3 separate regions of the Sus scrofa genome follow, and all the other regions are linked to region 3. Evidence: chromatin contacts called from public HiChIP or PLAC-seq and promoter capture Hi-C data. All regions are on one chromosome and are shown on one strand. The core of a region is the stretch at or near the end of the contact, and the rest is flanking DNA. Distances in the headings are between cores, read along the strand shown.

Evidence for each region. Promoter capture Hi-C pulls out the DNA fragments that hold promoters and counts their contacts. HiChIP or PLAC-seq counts read pairs in DNA pulled down with a chosen protein or histone mark.
Region 1: an H3K27ac HiChIP or PLAC-seq map of alveolar macrophages shows a contact between it and region 3. The contact joins the promoter of NUFIP2 here to the promoter of ABHD15 in region 3. A contact is called at or near these places in 1 of 5 promoter capture datasets (fetal liver) and 1 of 2 datasets of contacts at active chromatin or transcription factors (alveolar macrophages).
Region 2: a promoter capture Hi-C map of liver shows a contact between it and region 3, with 3 times the contacts expected there. The contact joins the promoter of TAOK1 here to the promoter of ABHD15 in region 3. A contact is called at or near these places in 2 of 5 promoter capture datasets (fetal skeletal muscle and liver), 1 of 47 Hi-C or Micro-C datasets (mesenchymal stem cells) and 2 of 2 datasets of contacts at active chromatin or transcription factors (alveolar macrophages and skeletal muscle).

What each region holds. Positions count from the first base shown.
Region 1 is chr12:45,504,295-45,509,114 of Sscrofa11.1, forward strand. It overlaps NUFIP2 (nuclear fragile X mental retardation-interacting protein 2), which reads right to left and starts at 2,293. Exons shown (of 4, transcript XM_021067508.1): 1 at 1,910-2,293. The coding sequence starts at 2,198. It overlaps LOC106507970, which reads left to right and starts at 722. Exons shown (of 2, transcript XM_021067509.1): 1 at 722-1,309; 2 at 3,034-3,832. The coding sequence starts at 731. The coding sequence ends at 3,060. It also overlaps the pseudogene LOC100519797.
Region 2 is chr12:45,594,494-45,598,680 of Sscrofa11.1, forward strand. TAOK1 (serine/threonine-protein kinase TAO1) reads left to right here and starts at 2,574. Exons shown (of 20, transcript XM_003483075.4): 1 at 2,574-3,241.
Region 3 is chr12:45,759,891-45,764,667 of Sscrofa11.1, forward strand. It overlaps ABHD15 (protein ABHD15), which reads right to left and starts at 1,960. Exons shown (of 3, transcript XM_013989996.2): 1 at 1,746-1,960; 2 at 996-1,743. The coding sequence starts at 1,863. It overlaps TP53I13 (tumor protein p53-inducible protein 13), which reads left to right and starts at 3,790. Exons shown (of 8, transcript XM_003131797.6): 1 at 3,790-3,985; 2 at 4,174-4,242; 3 at 4,451-4,492. The coding sequence starts at 3,914.

The DNA.
Region 1 (4,820 bases), core at 1,043-3,542, 260 kb before region 3:
AAACTGTTCCAAATATTTAGAATTAAACACTCAACAAATATGCTGATTTCTACTGTACACCATCAGTTCCCACCACCCCGCCAAAATGGAGAATCTGACATTCCAGTTTCAGTGTTCAAGCTACATTAAGTCTGCAATAGAAAAGCAGTTTTTCTCCAGCTCTCAGTAACTGCTTACACCAAATTTGACACGCTGGATTTAACATTCATTTTCTTAACATTTCAATTTATAAAGAACCTTTTTTTAAAAAATCTGAGTGGTCATAAACTTTTTGGGGGTCCAAATCGGTTTTAAAATGGGAAAACACCCTGCCTTTTAACGTGATAAAAAGCTTCATCCCAGGCAAGATGGTAGTGCACCAACCTCATGGATGAGCCACCTCGGTTCACCCTTAAGGGCAAGAAAGCAGGGTGAAAAAAAAAAACAAAAACCCTCGCCCTTTCCCCCATCCAAACATTTTTTCTAATCTCGCCTTTCAATAACACTGCCCAACCCCAGATGGTAAATGTTGCGGCTAGGAGGGAGATAGAACAAGCTTTTTTTTTTTTTTTTTTTTTTTTTTGTAAAAATGAGCTGCTAGAAGGAAAAGGGCCCAAGAGAAAGCCTGAGAGGCGGAGTCGTGAGCGAACCTGGCAGGAGACGAGGTTCCTGTGGCAGAGAAACTCGTGACCGGGGAGCCTGGTTCCCGCTGGGTACCCCACCCGGCCTTCAGGCACCGCCTCTACCCAAAATGTATCCCCCCCGCCCCCCCCAGCCCTCCTGCCCGGAGAAGCACCCGCGGCCGCCGCCCGCGGCCTCCTTCTCTCTCAGCTCAGCTTCTAGGCCGGCTCCCAGCCCCGAACGCCCGCGCCTCCCGCCGCACCCGGGAGCGGGAAACGCGGCCGCCGGCGCGCGGGGCCCGGCGCAGGCCGCTCCCCTCGTGGCCGAGTCCCTCCCCCACCCCAACCGCCCCCGCCCCTCACCCCAGGGACCCGCCCGGGGCCGCGCGGCCGCCACCGGGTTACACAACCCGGCCGGCGACTGGGGGAGGGGCGGCCGCGGGCCGGGGGCGGCGGCGCCCCCGCAGTGTGGGGGGCGACGCGACGCCAGGGGGGTTCCCGAGCCACCCGGCTTCGCCGCGCTGTGCGCCCCTCGACACCCTTCCCCCTCTGTTCTTCAGTGGGCCGGAGTCAGTGACAGGAATCGGCTTCCAACATGGCGGACAGGAAGCGGCCTCGCGAGGAGGAGAGAACATTCCAGCCGCGCCGGCTCTGGGGGGAGCGGGCCTGGGGCGCCGGCCTCGGGAGGAGCCGTGAGGACAGACTACGAGGTCCGGTGCCCAAATGGGGCGTCTAGTGGTGGAAATGACCCGAGAGATAAAGGGTCCCAACCGCCCCCCCCAGACGGGGAACCCCAAGGCCACAGGTGGGCTTGGGGTGACGGGTGAGGAAGGACACTTCAAGTCTGCCCCCCTACCCTTTCCTCGCCGCCTGCAAAAGGGTCTCGCGACGCCACCCAAGTCGGAATTCGCTAGGCCTTCCCGAGTTACACCCCAAAGGATTTGGGAGGGGGCTAAGTTCGCCCCCAAATTAGGCTCCCTCCAGGGCCCCAGGAAGGCAAATGAGAAAGGAATATAGGGTTAGACTTCCAAGGCCGACCCTCCGAGTCTCCCTCCAGCCCGGGCGGGGGCCGGGAAGGTCACACAGGCCCGATTGGGCCTCTCCCATGCTGAGGGGAAGAAGAGGGCGCTGCAAACTCCGAGGCCCAACCCGAGCTTTTGGAGAATGAAAGGGGGCTTCCCCAGACCCGCAGGATGGGGACACACACACACACCTCGACCCGGTCCGCGCTCTCCCGATCCAGCCCCACCCCCATCTCCCCTACCCCCCCCACCCCATCCCCCTTCCCCCATTCGTTCTCCCTCCCGGACCTGTTTTCTTCTTCGGCGTTTCCTGGTGCTGCTGGAGGGCGTGTTTCTGCTCATGTTTCAGCGGCTTTGGCTGGGCCTTGGGACTGCCCTCGGCTCCATGCTGCAGGTATTGGTGAGGCTGCTGGTGATGGTGGTGGTGATGGTGGTTGTGGCTATGGTTGTAGAAATAATAATGGTGGTGGTGGTGCGGCGGCTGCTGCTGCTGCTGCTGCTGCTGCTGAGGGTGATGGTGCGGATGGTGGTGGCTGTGATGGTGCTGAGACTGTGGCTGGCCGGGCTTCTCCTCCATTGAAAGCGGCTGGGACTCTCTGGCTGAGGCTGCGCGCTGCTGCACCGTCAGGATCTGAGACTGCTTCTCCGGGCTCACTCAGTATATCTGAGCGCGTCTCGCCAGCGCACTGGTTAACAGAGCGATTCTGCGAGATTGGCAGCCGCACCCCAGCAATCAGAAGGCACGCTGAGCCTCAGGCCCCGCCCCTCGCCCAAATCCTCTTTCCTTCCCCTTGGCCGCTGCCTCCTGGCCAACGCCACTTACCCTATGCAACCTCACAGGGCCGGGCCTTCAACGTCAGCACTATGGCTCGCTCTTCTGTCGCTTTCTCTCCTTCACCGCGCAGTATGCGAACAGCACTTTCTACACTCCTCGCTCGAAAGCTAGCTTATGTCGAGGGTAGCAGATTCCACTGGTGATTTCACTGGCTCTGGGAGCCATCTGTTGGTTTTGCACCTCCTTAGAATCTGTTGGCTTTATTTATTTATTTATTTTTTGTAAATCCTTTTCCGGGTAACCAGAGGGGAAGCTCAATTCCCTTAACCCTGAGACCACTAAAGGGACAATATAAAAAGAGGAAATAAATACATTTTTTTTTTCAAATAGAAGAACTTCACAACCCAGTAGATCATTTTGTATTCTGGTTTCATTTTGCTTTGTATTCATATGCTAATCTCTTCCTTTCCACGAAGGGATTATAGGATTCCACAATGGGGTATCTGTGTAATTTTCTAAAAGGGCACAAAGGGTTTAAATCATTGTTTCTTTGTAGATGGAGGCAAGGGAGAGCGGGAGGAATGAAAATCTAAAATCTACACTGAAGTTTTATTGTTTTTTTTTTTTAACTCTGCAGGTGAGGTCAACTGTGGAACCAAGATAGGTTTTAGAATGTGAAGAGTTTCCAGAGAGAAAGAGGAGGAAAGAGCACTTTGAAAGTTAAGTTTTAAAAAATTTTTTTGGAAAATATAGGAATTTAAAGAAATAGTCTGTTGCATTTTGTAATACTGACTTAACTTATCCTGCATTACCACATCACAGCCTGATTTTTAAAAGCAAATGTTTAGTCAGGAGACTCACTACGCAGGAAGAAAGAGATTGTGATGGGGATGCACGGGTGTACTCTGATAATATTTTATTTCTTGACCTAGATGGTGATTACATATATATTTGCTTTATAATTATTTCGTAAACTGAATATGTATGTATGTGTAATTTTTCTCAGTGTATGTTATATTGGTTTTTTTAATTTACCATTTTAATCAGTTTTAAGTATGCTGTTTAGTGTTAAGTACAATCACATTGTTATAAAACCATCACTGTCCATCTCCAGAACTTTTCATCATCAGAAACTGAAACTCTGTACCCGTTAAACAGTAACTCTCCATTCCCTCTTTCCCCCATGCCCTAGTAACCTTTTTTTTTCTACTTTTATGACACCTTATATAATTGAACTCATACAATATTTGTCCTTTTGTGTCTAGCTTATTTCACTTAACATAATGTCGTCAAGGTTCATCCATGTTGTGGTATGTATCAGCCCTTCCTCTTTTAAGAGTTCCCATTGTGGCACAGCAGAAACAAATCCGACTAGGAACCAGGAGGTTGCAGGTTCGATCCCTGGCCTTGCTCAGTGGGTTAAGGATCTGGTGTTGCCATGAGCTGTGGTGTAGGTCACAGATTGTACCTCAGCTCTGTGGTTAGACCCCTAGCCTGGGGACCTCCGTATGCCTCTGGTGCAGCCCTAAAAAGGAAAAGAAAAAAAAAAATTCTTTCACTTTTAAGGCTGAATAATATTCCACTGTATGCATATGCCACATATTATTTTTCCATTCATTCAGCAATGGCTATATGAATTTCTTCCTCAGTGTATGTTATACTTTACAATTTTTAAAATGTGGCTTGAGTTCCTATAGCAGGACAATGTTAAAGGAACACAGAAGCTTACAAGGAAGTTTGTGCTTTGAAGTTAATGAGTATCAGCACAGAAATATAATTAAAAGGTAAAAACCTTTTTCCAAGAGCAAATGTCACCGAATCCAGACAACCATGTCCAGACCTTGACTTATCCTTTATAGAGAGGATTTGCATTGCCTTGCTAAATTTTAAAGAAAGACCCTTTTGATGGAGGGGGAGTACATTCACCCAATTTTGAGACCTAAATCCCTAATAATGACATGTCATGACAAATAAGTCTTTGCCATTGAATAGTATTGCACCACTTTCCCATTTATTAAAGAAATTAAAGTGTTTGTAGAATTTAGGATTATGTTGATAGGGCTTTATAGTCTTTTGCTGACTTGAGCATTTGGTTGGAAATCAAAAATCCCTGAGTCATAACTTCCCTTTCTACATTTTCTAAATTGTAGTTGCAAGCACACCAAAAGCACTCGCTCTGAGTTTCTGACTTTTCACACCCTAGCCTGCCTTAGTTTCTCTACACACAGTCATATGAAGTTTAGGAAGCTAAGCCTTGCTCTCAGATGCTCTAGTTTCAATGGATGTTGGTGTTGTAGTACATAGTAATATGGAGAAAGTTTGTGATGTAACAGAAGGAAAAAGTGCAAAATACTAAAATTTACATACAATAGGAACATAAGCTTGTAAAAATATGAATTTTTAAAAATAAGTATGGAAATACAA
Region 2 (4,187 bases), core at 1,324-3,823, 160 kb before region 3:
CAAAGTGGAGAATTTGTTCAGATCCTGATTCAGATAAATGGGCTATGAAAAGATGTTTTGGAAACTGTTGGGAAAAACTGAACATGTGTTGGGTATTAAATGATATTAAGGAAGTATTATAAAGGTGTGAGAATGAAATCATGGTTATGTTACAACAAAAGTGTTAGAGATACATAGTCAAGTACATATTTATAGGTGAAACGTTATGATGGTTTATTAGATATTTACTTACATGGGGGGGTTAAAAGGTAGTGGGAGAATAGGTGAAACAAAACTGCAGAAGTGTGATAACAATTGAAGCTGGGTGGTGTATACATGAAGGTTTATTATTCTATCCAACTTTTTTTTTTTTTTTTTTTTAAGGGCCACAGGTGCGGCATATGAAAGTTCTCAGGCTAGGGGTGGAATCAGAGCTGCTGGCCGACACCACAGCCACAGCAATGCCAGATTGAGCCGCATCTGCAACCTACACCACAGCTCATGGCAATGTGGGATCCTTAACCCACTGAGCAAGGCCAGGGACCGAACCTGCAACCTCATGGTTCCTAGTGGATTCGTCAACCACTGAGCCACAACGGGAACTCTGCCCAAATCCTTTTTTGTATGTTTGAAATTTTCTATAAAATATTAATAACATTCACAACATTGTAAATCAACTACACTTTAATAAAACTCTGTAAAATTGAGAACAAAAACTATGGGGAGTTCCCATAGTGGCTCAGTGGAAACGAATCTGACTGGCATCCATGAGGACGCAGGTTTTTGTTTTTTTTTTTTTTTTTTTTTTTTTTTGTCTTTTTGCTATTTCTTGGGCCACTCCCTTGGCATATGGAGGTTCCCAGGCTAGGGGTCCAATTGGAGCTGTAGCCACCAGCCTACACCAGAGCCACAGCAACATGGGATCCGAGCCGCCGCGTCTGCAACCTACACCACAGCTCAAAGCAACGCCGGATTGTTAACCCACTGAGCAAGGGCAGGAACCTCATGGTTCCTAGTCGGATTCGTTAACCACTGCGCCATGTCGGGAACTCCAGGACGCAGGTTTGATCCCTGGCCTCACTCAGCGGGTTAAGGATTTGGTGTTGCCTTGAGTTGTGGTGTAGTTCACAGACACGGCTTGTATCTGACGTTGTCTGGTGTTGCCTTGGCTGTTGCATAGACAGCAGCTGCAGTTCTGATTCGACCCTTAGCCCAGGAACGTCCATGTGCTGCACCTGCTGTAAAAGAGGTGAAAAAAGGAGCAGGTGGAGGAAGAGGGGCTCCAGATGCAGGAAAGGAGAAATAACTGGTCTTGAGTGGTGCTGCGAAGAGGTACACACGTTTCAAGATGGAAGGAGTAACAACTATGTCAAATATTGTAGCTATCGAGAAGGAAGGCATTAAAATGACTCCATTAGACATAGCAACTAGGAGGTCACTCTTGACCTTGGCAAATCAAATTCTTAATTTTTGATAGAGGTGGGAAGATAGACAACTTTTTCAAGAACTTGTCTGTGGAGGAGAGGTGAAGATTGTAATCTTTCTTTTTCCCTCAAAGAAGGAGAAAGCAGGGCATTTTTTTATGCTCAGGAGAAGTCGCCATTTGAGAATTGTTGACAATGTAGGTGAAAAGAGGAATGACTGACAAAACAAGGACCCTTACTAGGAGAGGGAACATTTAAAACAAATTAAATATATATCCTACTGAAGCAGAGAGCTTGCTTTTTCTCACCACTGCCAGGGTACTTTCCTAGTTTACTGTAACTTTCAATAACTGTTCTGGAGTACATTTTCACTCATAAGCCCCACACGACATGTATTTATCTCAGTTGTTTTACTGATTGATGAACCAAATTTTTTTTTTTTTTATGACTGCTCCTTAGGTATTCCTTTTGGTTCCTGAATAAAATTGCTCTGTTTGCAATCCACTGAAGGGGTTTTCCCCTTAAAAAAAAAAAAAGTTTTTTACTACAAGAATGAGAAGCACTACCTCTTCCCTTAGGACTCTAGCTTGTTTACTGCTCTTGTCACTCAACCTACTCAAGCAATTCACAAAAACTTTTCAAGAATTTGTCCCTTTCCTACCATCCCTAACATATAGGATGGTTTACATCTGTATTTACAACTCTTATTACCATTCCAGAAATTATTATAAACTTATAGAATCTGAAATACTCAATTATATATTGATTACGCTGACCAGTCAACCCCTGAATTCCACAGAGGACAAGAACTAAGGTGTGTAAAAATGGGATATTCAACGTGTCAGGGCAAATTTCTCAAGCGCGGGGTTAGTGGGGAGGGCGGGGGGCGGGTATTTTGGAAGTGGGAAAAGCAAAGGAGGAGAGCAGATAAGCTCTTCTTTCTTAGATTTCAGGGTGAAATGAATACACCTGATGCCCGCGTGAGAGAAGAACTCTGCCAGCTGAGTGAAATTGGGCTGGACAGAGGCTGGAAGTCGGAGCTACTCGTGAGACTCCGCCCAGTGTAAGCACTCGCGCGCTCCCGTCTTGTCTCGCGCAGGGTCGGGTCTGTCAGGCGGGAAATCTCGCGAGATCGGAGACTGGGATGACTGTCGGGAGGAGGGGAGTGGTGTTGGGGAAGGGGGGAATCTGGGCAGCGGCCGGGCTCTGTGGCTTCAGGGCTCGGAGAGAGAGAGGGAGGGTGGCTAAGAGAGTGAGTCTGTGCTGCCAACCGCCTAAGAAGAGAGGAGGGGTCCCGCCTGCCTGCGCCCTTCGCGGGCCGAGAGCGCGAGGCACCCGCGAACCTTTGAGGCCTCAGGCCCCTGGGGACCCCGCCCCGCCGCCGGCCGGCCGGCCCGTGGCCTCTCTTCCCTTTGTGAGCGCCCCCTTCCCAGGGGTGGTGGTGGTAGTGGAGGGTTGTGCCTCGGCCCGCCCGCCGAGGGGCCGCGGCGGGGAACCGAGAGGGCCTCGGCTGTGTGAGGACAGGAGGCGGCCGAGGCCCGAGCCGGTTCCCCGGAGGCGGCGGCGGCGGCTCCCGGCACTTCCCCGCGCCATCTTAGCTGAGCCTAAGCGCTGAGGGCGCCTCCTCGACCCCGGTCGTCCCCTCGCCCCCCCCCCCCCGCCCCTCGTCGCAGAGCTAGGGCTGGGCGGCTTGCTGGGGCTCCGGGGGGGGGGGGGCGGCAGTCTGTCGCCTGGCCCCCTCCTCCTCCTCCTCACTCCTCGAGCTCCAGCGCAGCGGCTACCCAAGCGCTGCAGGGGGCTACGCCTGCCTACTCCGCCCCAGACCTGTCGGCTAAAGGGTAAGGGCACCTCTGCTCTGGGAAAGGGAGACATGGAGGGGGCGGGGAAATTCGGCCCACTCTGGCCGCGGCGCGGAAGAGGGGATGTGGGGGTGGGGTGGGGGAGGGAGACAAGGAGGGTCTGTGATTCTGTGGGTGGGGTGAAGAAGCTGGTGAGCTGGGCGCCCTCCCGTTTGGAGGGGCTAGAGCAATTACTTTCCTCTTTCCTGAGGGTCACCGGAAGGGGGTGGTGGAAGGAGCCGTCTCGAGGAAGGTGTGGCCCTCCTAGGGAGACTGGGTTGATGTGCACCCCGATTTAAAGGCGCGAGGTCCTTTTCCCTTCTGATCCCTCTGCTCCTCCCTCTCCTCCTTTGTAGTGTCTGTGTATTCCTGGGAAGGGAGACTGCTCAAGGTAGCCTACTGGGTGGATTCCCACACATCCACCCCCACAGGAAATCTGTACCCGTCTTCTGTAGGGGTGATGGAAGCATTTCTTTCCCTGTACCTTTCCCCATCCTTTAGTGTACTGCAATGCTGCAGAAGTCCAAGGCAGTTTCTTCATACACAGGCCCATGTATATACTGAAGGGAGAGGGAGCAGGAGAGGGAAGTAATGGCGCTTCCCTTGCAAAGGTTATCCCTCTTCCTTTGGTTTTAAATCCTTAATAGTACCGGTATAATTCTGAGATCTGTCCCTGGGAAATATATCTGTTACTGTTGGGGGATATGGCCTCTCAGAGAGGCGCTGCCGGTTTAGAGTTTTGATGTCTCTCTCGCTCTCTTTTTTAAACACTGTGTTGACTTTTTTGTGTGAGCATACCGAGTTTTTGTTAGGAGTCAAATAAAATAATTTTGTACTCTCTCATTTCCCTTTTTTTCTTCCTATGATTTTTGTAGTTCTTGAAAAATTATTAAAGATTATATATGGACAGGCCATCTGATAGACATTCCTTCTCCCTGAACTTTGA
Region 3 (4,777 bases), core at 710-3,209:
GGTCTGGGTTGCCATGGTAGCCCTTGGGCTGTTGTTGAACTCAGGGATGACCTTTGACTCAGAAGAGGAGTCAAAACCGGACAAGGAAAGAAAGAAATCACAATTTCCCCCATGTTCTGGGGCCTCTTACTTTCGCTATCTTATTTCATGATTATAACCACCTTAGGAGGTGGTTATTATTAACTGCATTTTAACTGAAGAGGGAAGCCAGGCTAACGGGGTCAGCTAACTTGCTGGAAATTCAGGATTTGAACCCCAGTGGGTTCGACTCCACATCCCAGGTCTTTATGCCATACCATACAGCCGTCATCATGTCTTTGACCTCATTCTGCCATCTCCTAGGAAAGCAACAGTGTGAGCTCAAGCCTGGCTATTTGCTGTGGGAAGGCTGCTCAGGCATTCTCGGTGGAAAAGTCTCCCTTGTCACCCTAGCGGGAAATTATTCTCTGTTTGGAGTTCTTTTTTTTTTAATTTAAATGTTCTTAATTTTTTTTGCATTAAATATTGAGTACATACCTAGAAATATGCAAAACATTAGTCAGATTTAAAGAATTTTAATAAATCAAATACCACCATATTTCTGATTCCTGTCACCTCTAGGTTCGGAGATTATAAGGAGACATCCTGGACAAATTATCAGTTACAGCTGCTTCCAGGGCCCTCTTTGCTGATTTGACAAGCTATGGACTAAGCGATGTACAGGTCAGGTGCTGCCTCTGCAGAAGTAGCGCAGGTGCTTGGGTTGCTAGGACACGATGGGGCTGTGGTGAGGCCAGAGGGCCCCGGGGCAGCAGTTCCTGCTCTAGCTAATGATGCTCACTGAGTCCGTTTGTTTGTGGCTTTTAAACCTGCTTCCTCTGGGCGCTTCAGAAAGTGTGAGGAGACCTTTGCCCAACTTGCTCTAAATCTACTTGTTCAGTACCAGGCAGGGCTGTTTCTCCGTCAGCCCCAAACTCTCTTCCCCCTACTGCCCGTCTACAGCCTCCATTACCCACCTGCTGAGGGCAATCTTCTGGTGAAGCAGAAAGCCCCGCTCGTAGGGCCAGGGCAGGCCGGCCTCAAACCACTCGCGGCAGCGAAGCACCGGCGAGATACAGGCAGCGCCAGTCACGTAGCTGGAGGAGCCACACTCGCCCAGGTAGGACAGCAGCAGCGCCGAGCCTGAGCCCTCGCTCACTGCGAACAGCGGGGCTGCGGGGTGGCGGAAGCGGATGTAAGTGATGGCCTCTTTGAGGTCGGACGGGTCCCCGAAAGGTTGCAGTCGGGGGCTGACCAGCGGGCAGCCGTGGTGGCCGCGACGGTGGAAGATGACCGGGTAGTAGCCGCGCTCCAGGGCCAGCAGGCAGAGGCCAAGCACGTTGCGGGTGAGGCGCCCCCAGGCATTGGGGATCACCAGGAGCACCGCCGGGAGGCCCCCGGCGTTGGTTACCCGGCGGCCCCGGGGGCAAGGTCCCACCACCCAGTCCAGGGCTACCAGCCCGTCGTCCGCCAGCTGCAGGTACTCCCGGGCCAGCTCAGGCCCCGGCCCCACCGGCAGCACGAAGTGGCAGAGGGTCTGCAGGTGGGGCCCGGAGAGCCACGAGCGCGGACCCAGCTCCAGCGCTGCAGAGCGTCGCAAGGCACGCAGCAGGCACTGGGCCAGCGCCGACGGCTTACAGATGAGCCTGCACCCGCCTGGGAGCGGCTCACGCCCGTCGCTGAACTGGTCCACTGGGCCTCCGCGGTCCACCTCCTCCTTGTGGCCCTGGCCCCGGTCCCTGGCAGGGTCCTCACTCCGACGGCGCGCTGCAGCCGAGGGGCCAGCAGGCCAAGCAGGGCGAGCGCGGCCAGGAGCAGGGCGAGGGCGGCGCTCCACGGCGGCATGGCGAGGTAGGAGAGCCCCCGGCCGGCGGCAAGCAAGCGGCGAGGAGGTCCCCTCGGCGAGCTCCCCGCTCAGCCCGCGGCTCCGCCCGGCCTCCGGGCTGCCCAGGGCCCTCCCGTGGGGGTGGGGGCGCGCTCTGGATTGGCCGCGGCCCCGCAGAGGCAGCCAGTTCGGGCCCGGCTCCCCTCACCCGCCCCCCACGCCCGCCTCGGGCCTTTGTACAGCAATTGCGACAAGCAGAAGCAAAAGGTGAAAGGAGCCGGGGCTACAGAGGGAGAGTTAGGATGAGCCGGAAGGGAGTCGGGTGGGGGCGGCAGAGAAGTGGGGAGACTCAGAGACCGAGGCTTGGGGGACCGGGATGAGGCTCAGAGTTCTCTGTCCCCGCCCCTCCGCCCCACGTTGTGTGCAGCTGCCGAGGAGACCCTGGTCGCTGCGCCCTCAAGGGCCACTGTTCAGAAGTAGCAGAAGGGAGAAGTGAACAAACCGCAGGTCCAGGCGCAGGCTCCGCGGGGCGGCTGCAGCTGCACCCGGAGCCACCAACCGCACCTCTGTGCCCAGGCTCCAGGCTCGGCAGTGCTCTCTGACCTCTGTGTTTGTCTCAGCCTAGTGGGAGCCCGCCACTGCGCAATAACTCGGCTGGGCAGGGGTCCAGCTCAGGGTCAGTGAGGGCCAGGGCAGGCATGTGCCCCGACAGCAGGTTTGCAGCGGGAGGCTAGAGCTCCAGGGAATTCTGGTTCCCTTGCTTACACCAGTGCCCTGTGCCAATCCCCCAGCCTCCCTCCATCTCGGGAGCGTGGGGCTTCTGTGGAACCTGCTTTCAGGTAGAGGAAATCCTCAGCATCGCTCCCCAGGATCTCCACAAAAGAAATAGCCCCAAAACTCTGAGAATAAACTGGAAGAAGAGACGCACTTAGGTGGCCTTCGAGGGGGTTGCCTGTTACCTGCGACCGGCCGTGGGAAGGGATAGATTATCCCCTTAGCAACCCAGTAACTGGCAATTACTGGGGAGCTGGGGAAGGGTAAGAAATCCCATGTAAGTCACAGATATGTGGGAGATGTTCCTGCTCTTTTTCAAAGTTTTGGGCTAGGCATTTCAGCCCACACCCTCCACCCACTTTCCTGTCTTTCCTCGAAATCATGAGTCGGGCCAAGGAGAAGGGCACAGGGGAGTGGACACCCAGGGGCGCACCGGGGCGTCTGGCCAGAGCTCCTTGCTGGGGGCGAGGCCGGTGACTCCTCCGCCTCACGCTGACCGAAGTCTCCCTGGGCACCCGCTGGCCACCGCTGAGATAATCATGAAAGCGGAGGCGGACATGGGGCACAAAGAAGCCCCCAGCCTGGCTCCAGCTTCCACCCGCTTCTGTGCCTGGGGAACGTGCAGGCCTGAGACCCCCCCCCACCCCCATCCCGAGGCTCCTCTGGATTCGGGCGCTATTTACAGGCGCGGGATGAGCTCAATGTGTAGCTCTAGGGCAGGGACCCTCTTCCTTCTGCAGCTCGGGCTTCGTGACTCTGGCCCTTTTCTAGATGCACGTCACACTGATGAGGCTGAAGCGTGTTTGCTGAAAGGGAGCGGACCCATTTCCCCTCCTGCTACCCAGTTTACAGGGATCCCATTTCCTGCTCTTAAACCCGCTCCACGATCCCACCCAGGCACTGCAGCTGAGCCCTACATGCCACGGAGACCCGCTGAGACGGATGCCCGGGCGAGGTAGGTGGTTCCGTCTGCCTCGCAGCTCGGCTGGGCGCGCAGTAGACCGGCTTCCACCCAACTTTTCCGGCTTGAGGTGGAGAACGCGTGCGCGCACGGTCCGGGCTGTGGGCGGGCACTGGGGCGGGGCGGGCACCCGGCGAGAGCGGCGGGAGCTGTGGGGGCGGGGCGAGGCGAGGGGCGCGCGAGCCCCGGGGAGTCGGGGCGCGCGGTCTGGGGTCGGGGCGGGACGGCGCGCGCGAGCCCGGGGTCTACGTGGGCACGCGGGCGGCGCGGGGGCAGGGCCAGGCTGCGCGCGCTCTCTCCCTTGCTGGGCGACTGGCCGGCTGGGGCGGGTCGGGATGGCGCCTCCTCCGCCTCCGCCCCAGCTGCTGCTCCTGGCAGTGCTGGTGGGGCTCCTGTGTCCCAGTGAGGTAAGGCGACCGGCTCCGGAGAAGCGTTTGGCTCGGGATCTCAAAGCACTTTGCCGAAAGTTCGTCCTGGAAGGAGTGGCGCGTGGAGTGGACTAGCAGTTCTCCCCTGGCCGGCTGGGCCTGGGAGGGAGAGGGCAGGGCCCTTACAAGGCCAAATGCCCCAGCTCTTATGCTCATTGAACCCGCAGGTGGTGGCTGAGCTGGCAGAGGAGGCGGGAGCCCGTTGTCCCGAGGGCCTGTGGCCTCTGCCCCCACAGGTGGGAGCCTGGAGGGCGGTGGGAGAGAGGAGTGTGAAGGGGTAGCCCATTCCCACCCTGGCCTCGCGGGCACCCTCCATAGCCACCCCTCTTAGCACCTCTGCGGGTTCCTCCAGCCCAGCGTGCAGGCATGGGTCTGCCGTCCCCGCCTCACCACCCACGCAGAGTCCCCTAGGGACTCTAAGCTTTCATCTCTCCCCCTGTATAGGTGTCCCCAAGAGTGACCTACACACGGATGAGTCCACAGCAGGTAAGTACAAGCAGGAGGCATCCTTGGTGTCTGCCCTGGAAACGGCGAGCTCCTTGCGGGCTTTCTCCACTTTTTCTGCTCACCAGCTTCTTTCTTTCTCTTTCTTTCTCTCTTTAAAATTTTTTCTTCTCTTTCTTTTTTGGCCCTGGAGCATGTGGAAGGAAGGTCTCCAGACAGGGATGGACCTCTGTGCCACAGCTGAGGCAACGCTGGGTCCTGATTCTGCGTTAGGAACTTCCACCAGCTCTGTTCTTTACCACTTCCCCCAGTAAGAGGCAGTGTTCC